Linked DNA regions of Zea mays: region 1 is linked to region 2. The links are chromatin contacts, called in public Hi-C maps. All regions are on one chromosome and are shown on one strand. Each heading gives the region's core, a stretch centred on a gene start, on an enhancer-like site or on the middle of the called end of the contact. The rest is flanking DNA. Distances are from core to core; before and after follow the strand shown. Region 1 holds the start of LOC541867 (AKINbetagamma-1 protein kinase). Region 2 holds the start of LOC100191272 (4-nitrophenylphosphatase).

Evidence for each region. A called contact is a pair of places that touch in the nucleus more often than the background predicts.
Region 1: a Hi-C map of tassel shows a contact between it and region 2, with 2.6 times the contacts expected there. The contact joins the promoter of LOC541867 here to the promoter of LOC100191272 in region 2. A contact is called at or near these places in 2 of 25 Hi-C or Micro-C datasets (ear and tassel).

What each region holds. Positions count from the first base shown.
Region 1 is chr1:306,462,352-306,465,069 of Zm-B73-REFERENCE-NAM-5.0, forward strand. LOC541867 (AKINbetagamma-1 protein kinase) reads left to right here and starts at 1,367. Exons shown (of 13, transcript NM_001111535.2): 1 at 1,367-2,003; 2 at 2,594-2,681. The coding sequence starts at 1,867. LOC103644335 reads right to left here and starts at 1,121. Exons shown (of 4, transcript XM_020544673.1): 1 at 693-1,121; 2 at 492-495. The coding sequence starts at 923.
Region 2 is chr1:306,178,450-306,181,203 of Zm-B73-REFERENCE-NAM-5.0, forward strand. It overlaps LOC100191272 (4-nitrophenylphosphatase), which reads right to left and starts at 1,412. Exons shown (of 11, transcript NM_001136706.1): 1 at 1,164-1,412; 2 at 979-1,046; 3 at 333-425; 4 at 184-255. The coding sequence starts at 1,263.

The sequences.
Region 1 (2,718 bases), core at 117-2,616, 280 kb after region 2:
GCTCTTTGTAGTTGGCATAGGAACGTCGACTCCTAAACTCGCTTAAGTGGTACCGAACTCCTCGATAAGGGGCAATGAATGATGGTGTATTTGCATATCCACCATCGACAAGATAAAACTTTCCTTCTGGCACATGGAATCCTCTGTCAAGTGCTGAACGAAGAACCCCGACATCTGCTGCGGATCCTTCCCATCCACACGAAATGAAGGTAAAGTTTAGATTAAAATCGCAAGCTACCATAACATTATGGGATAAAGACCCTTTCCTATTTCTGTATGGAGCAGCCTTGTCTTCTGAGATAGTGATAGGAATATGAGTACCGTCTATGGCACCAATGCAATTCTGCATGTTAGGAAAGAGACAATTAGAGGCATAAAAACCTAAGAAGGAATTAGAAATTCTTGGGTTTTATGTCTACCTGGAAAAAAGGCATGAAACGGGAGTCGGTTACAATTTTGATGTGAGTCTGTACTGAACTTGGAAGCTTTACAAACCTACTTGTCAAGGCTGGAATTATATCAAAGACTTCATTTATCTTCCTGTGAATGGTTTCACCACTGTGTTGAAACCATTTTTGCATATCTTGATTAGTAGCATTATGCGAGATCATGTACATAAACATGCCAAACTGTTCCTCAACAGTAACACCTCGTGTGTCATGTAGAAGATCCTCAGCTCTAAGAAAAGCTACTATCGCTCTGAAAATATTTGGCTCCATCCTAAACTCAACTTTGCTCCAAATTTCATGCCCTTCTAGAACTTCCTTAATCTTCATAGCGCCAGTAAGAGAAGAAGTATGGACTGCCCTTTTCTCTTCTTGCATGGCCGCGAGAACAGCAGGGACAATTACTAAGAAGAGTTCATCATCATCTTCTTCCTGGTCTAAAAGAAATTGTCTAGCATCCTCCTCCCAGGAACTCATTATCTATTATGTATAGAGAGATATAATTATCACGACTAGCTTGGCATTCAGATATATAATTCAAACACAAGAAACGCTAACTGATGACCTCAGCATAGTATGTACGACATATTAAATAAGAAAATCAAATTAACATACACAAGAACAGAAACAAACATAAATTCAATAAGCAGACTACACAATGACATAAATGCAGCAAACAAACAAACATAAATTAGCATAAATGCAGACTACACATAAAGTGTGTATGAGATAGCCTAACCATATTACACCGAGCAAAGCAAAGCTGCGTGACGCGGAGAGGACGGCGTTGGCGTAGAAGATCCCGCAGCTGTCGTTTTCAACCCTTGGAAGAGGAGGGAGGCCGGAGGCGGGCCGAGAGACGGCCCCGTTTCCTTCTCTTCTACCTCCCTCCCTCACCTAGTTGAGTTTCCTGCCTTTGGCTTCCCCCATCTCCTTTCCTCTTCCGTCTCGGCGTTTCCGTCTCCACCTCCGCCTCCGCCTTCCCTCCTCGCCTCGCCACGCCGCATTTGCATTTCCGGATCCCCTCCTCTCGCACTACCCATTCCCCTCCGCCGCCGTCTCACGCGCCCGCAACCCACCCGGACTCCCTCTTCGATCTCGCCCCGATTCCCCCGCTCGCGCCCCCAACCCGATTCGTCCCTCTCACGCGCGCGCGGGTGGGAAGACAGCGATGGCTTGGGGCGGGGGCCTCTCTCCCCGCCGCGGGTGACCTCTCCTCGCGCGGGGAGCCCTCCCGCGTGCCCACGCGGAGGATCCCGTCGCGGCTGGTGCACTACCACCTCCTCTCCATTCGCCACTCCCCCGTGCTCTCTCGCGCGTCCCCTCGACCATAGGGTTTGCTCCCTTCCTTCCTCGCCGCCCGATTTGATCTCGTCCCTTCCGGGCTCCGGCTAGGCTGCTCCGTCTCTCCTCCTCCGCCATGTTCTCGCACGGCGCTGATTCCGCCCACGACGCCGGGACCGTTGGCGTCAGCAGCGGCGTCGGGGCCACCGTCCCCGCCCGCTTCGTCTGGCCCTACGGTGGGAAGAGGGTCTTCGTCTCAGGCTCCTTCACCAGGTTGAGTTGAGTTGTTGCTTATATGTTCCAACAATTCCCCACCGATTTTTCGCTGCCTGCTGTAGCAGTATGCTTGCATGTACTTATCTACACGCGATTCCACCTACTTACTCGTGCTATGTTAGTAGAGCAGTGTTATGTTAATAGAGTAGATGCTCTCGCTCGTGCACAACTAGTTTGATGGCTGCCCTTATCCATTGCTTCAGGCGTTTGCTTCCCAATCGAATGAATCTGACCATATGTACGCATTCCTCACCGTGTATATAGTTGTATTCTTGGTTTAATCATCCTAAGGTTTTATCCTGGCTTTCCTGCAATTGATGCATGCATATAGATAGATTTATGCCTCTGCTATGCTCCTTTAATGGGTGCAGTATAAATGTGATCTATCTGATGTCATGCATGATAGGGAACCATAGCTTACTCAATCAATGCAGCTCCCCTCAAACATGGGGCTATATCAGTTATTTATCCTTACGTGGTCAAGGCAGAATTGTTTGGCTTTACTTCTCCCTACCATTCGCTAACTTGCAATACCCCCTGAATTGTTGCTATTCTGCTGTACCTAAGAGCTATGCCTTTTGTCGTAGGTGGTCGGAACATTTGCCGATGTCTCCTGTCGAAGGCTGCCCCACTGTATTTCAGGCTATTTGCAGCCTGTCTCCAGGGATTCATGAGGTTCCCCTTCTTTATCTCTGGCTGCTTAACTGTTGTC
Region 2 (2,754 bases), core at 162-2,661:
CGGCGTGACCAATCTTACTGTAAATGTGTAGGCTGTTGTGCTATCAAATTCCCCGCGTACATATGTGCCACTTTCTTAATTTGTTTCCTCATGGTGATAATTTCAGTAAGTATCATGTGCCGAAGAAATCATAAGTCATTCACATAAAACAAAAGGAAAGAACATCACAATAATTTATGATACCTTCTTTTCTGGAGGAAAATTATTTAACTTCAAGAACATGGCTGCCGCAAACGATGATGTAAAAATCTCTTCCTACAACAAAGTAACAAATGATTACAATACAAAACAAATTTATTACTGGAAGAGTCTCCGCTCAGACCAAAACATACCTCAGTAACTTCAAGTCCAAGTGATCTGAATTTCTTTGAGTATTGCCTTCTCGACTTTCTAGAGTTGTTTGTTACAAAAACTAATTTCTTTCCCTGCACCAAGCCAATACATGCACTATTACTCAATTAATAAATTTCATAATCTGTATATACCTTTTTCTATAAACCAATAAGCCACCGAGTACTAGAGCAATGTCTTAAATAATGGCGCAACAAAGATCACATCTTGGTTAATGAGGTGAGTTCATCATGCTAGAATTCACATAGAAAAAAGATATAGGCCTATTATCCTTGTTTCAGACAGGAGTTATGTAGATGAACAAAACCAGAATAACTTTAAAGCAATGTAGTAGTAGTAGTGTCAATGATTTTCATTTCATTACGGTATCTGGTGCCTGGTGTGGTGTGGTTGCACTTACTGCCTGTCTCTATTTTAGCTTAAATAGATGCAACTTTGGAGAACCAGATTCTTCAAAGCCCCAATCAATCTAGAACCAGTTTTTTTTTTTAAGGCACGACAAAACAAGCTAGCCCTTAATTATGTACTTGTTTTGATCATTTGGCATTTATTTGCCTGACAGTTGAACTATTGAAAATGAGGAAACGAATTCAATACTTAAATAGTAATAAAGGGATGTTCCCATACCAGTTTCCTCAGTAGCTCCATCGTCTCTGGGACCCCTTCAATGAGCTTATCTCCCTTCCAAATGACCCCTAGACAAATTCAGAGAAGCAATTAGAATTACCGGTCAGAGCGAAGCAGGGGTCAAAATCTGAAGCGAAGAAAAAAAAACAGACAAACAAAATGGAGAAAGGTGAACAATCAGATACCATCGCAGTCGAAGAGGAAGGCGTCGACGGAATCTACGAGGGATCGGGCAGTGTCGGCGGTGAGGACGACGCAGCGAGGGTCCGGACGGCCGTTGGCCATGGGCAGTGGCGGAGCTGGTGAAGTTTCACGCCTAGGGCCACTAGTAGTTAAATTAAGCACCTAGTAATTTTGTCGGCCGGCGCTAATGCGGTGGGGAGGGGGACACGACGGTATCGCGGCCGGCGCTCGGCGCTGGTGGTGGTGGGTGCACGCTGTGTCATCGTTTAGGTGTCTGGGCCGGTAGTGGTAAAGAACTTGGCCCAACAGAATTGGGTTGGATTTAGTGCACATTTGGCGAGGCTTCTCTTCAGCGACTTCAGCTGCTTCATGTTTAATAAAACACAAAATATATATGTTCTATTGGTTATGTGAGTGAATATGTAGACAACTTAAGTTTCAACCTTCACTTGTGCATAATTTTACCTTATTTTTGTATAAAACGAGGAGGAGAAGAGTGACGCGCAACGACTACGAAACCATAGAAGTTGATGCTTTATATAGTAGATAGATGGAGAAATTGTACCAAACATTATTTTTACATGGCTTTTAGAAAAAAAAAACACTTCTCTTTTTTCTATTAGATAGGTGAAACCAAAAATGGTTTAACAAACCAATACCTTATCACCGACTATTTGCCTCACCAAATCGCTCCTACTCATCCTTTTCGTCTGTTTCAAAACTGAGACAACACACCTAATTAAGGGACAAGCAAAATGGTTAAGAGAAGTTGTACCCGAAATTGATAATGGTTGACAACAACAATAATCATTTAAATAGTTCACTCATATGACAACGGGTTAAGTGTGCTGCCAAACACCTTGACACAAGGTTATATGTTGTAAGGAGAAAGTCCAGAATCATACTAAAATATTGAACATATAAGTAACAAGCAAGTGCTTGCGGATCCTCTTACCAAAGGCTTACCACCCAGTGCGTTCACAGTCAACAATAGGTTTATGGTATAGCATATGTTTTTTGGGCAATAAAAGGACCCAAAGTTAAAATATCTGTTTCAGACCAGAGATGCGTATTGTAGCTGTTAAGTCTATCGACGATTGACCGTGAATGAAGCATGCTCTACACACTAATCTGTAATGGAATATGAAAAAAATAAAAGGTATAAAGTTGAAAGTATAAGATGAAATCAAGGGTGAGAATGTTGGAATTAATCTTCACCAGTTAGCCCAACGGAGAACTGGGCTCTTGACCTCACACCCTGATCGGGGGCGTCTACACCAAGACGAGGTTGGTGGAGGTTGGTGGACCCCTGATGCGCAGCCTATAAATAGAGAGGTGGAAGTTGACGGCTCGACAAGAGGTTCGCAGTCACTGTATCGTCTACAGTTTCCCACCTCACACCCTAGACTGATCTAGAGTGATGCTGTCAGCAACGGGAACTACATCACCGTCGACGTCGAGCTCGCTTCCCCGACCGTCGCTGCCCTAGCGCAGATCTTTAACGACGAACGTGATGACATTGATTTGTATCTAGTTGTTAGGTTTCTTGGGGATATCAAAAAGATCTGGGCATCGCCACCACCACACTGTGTG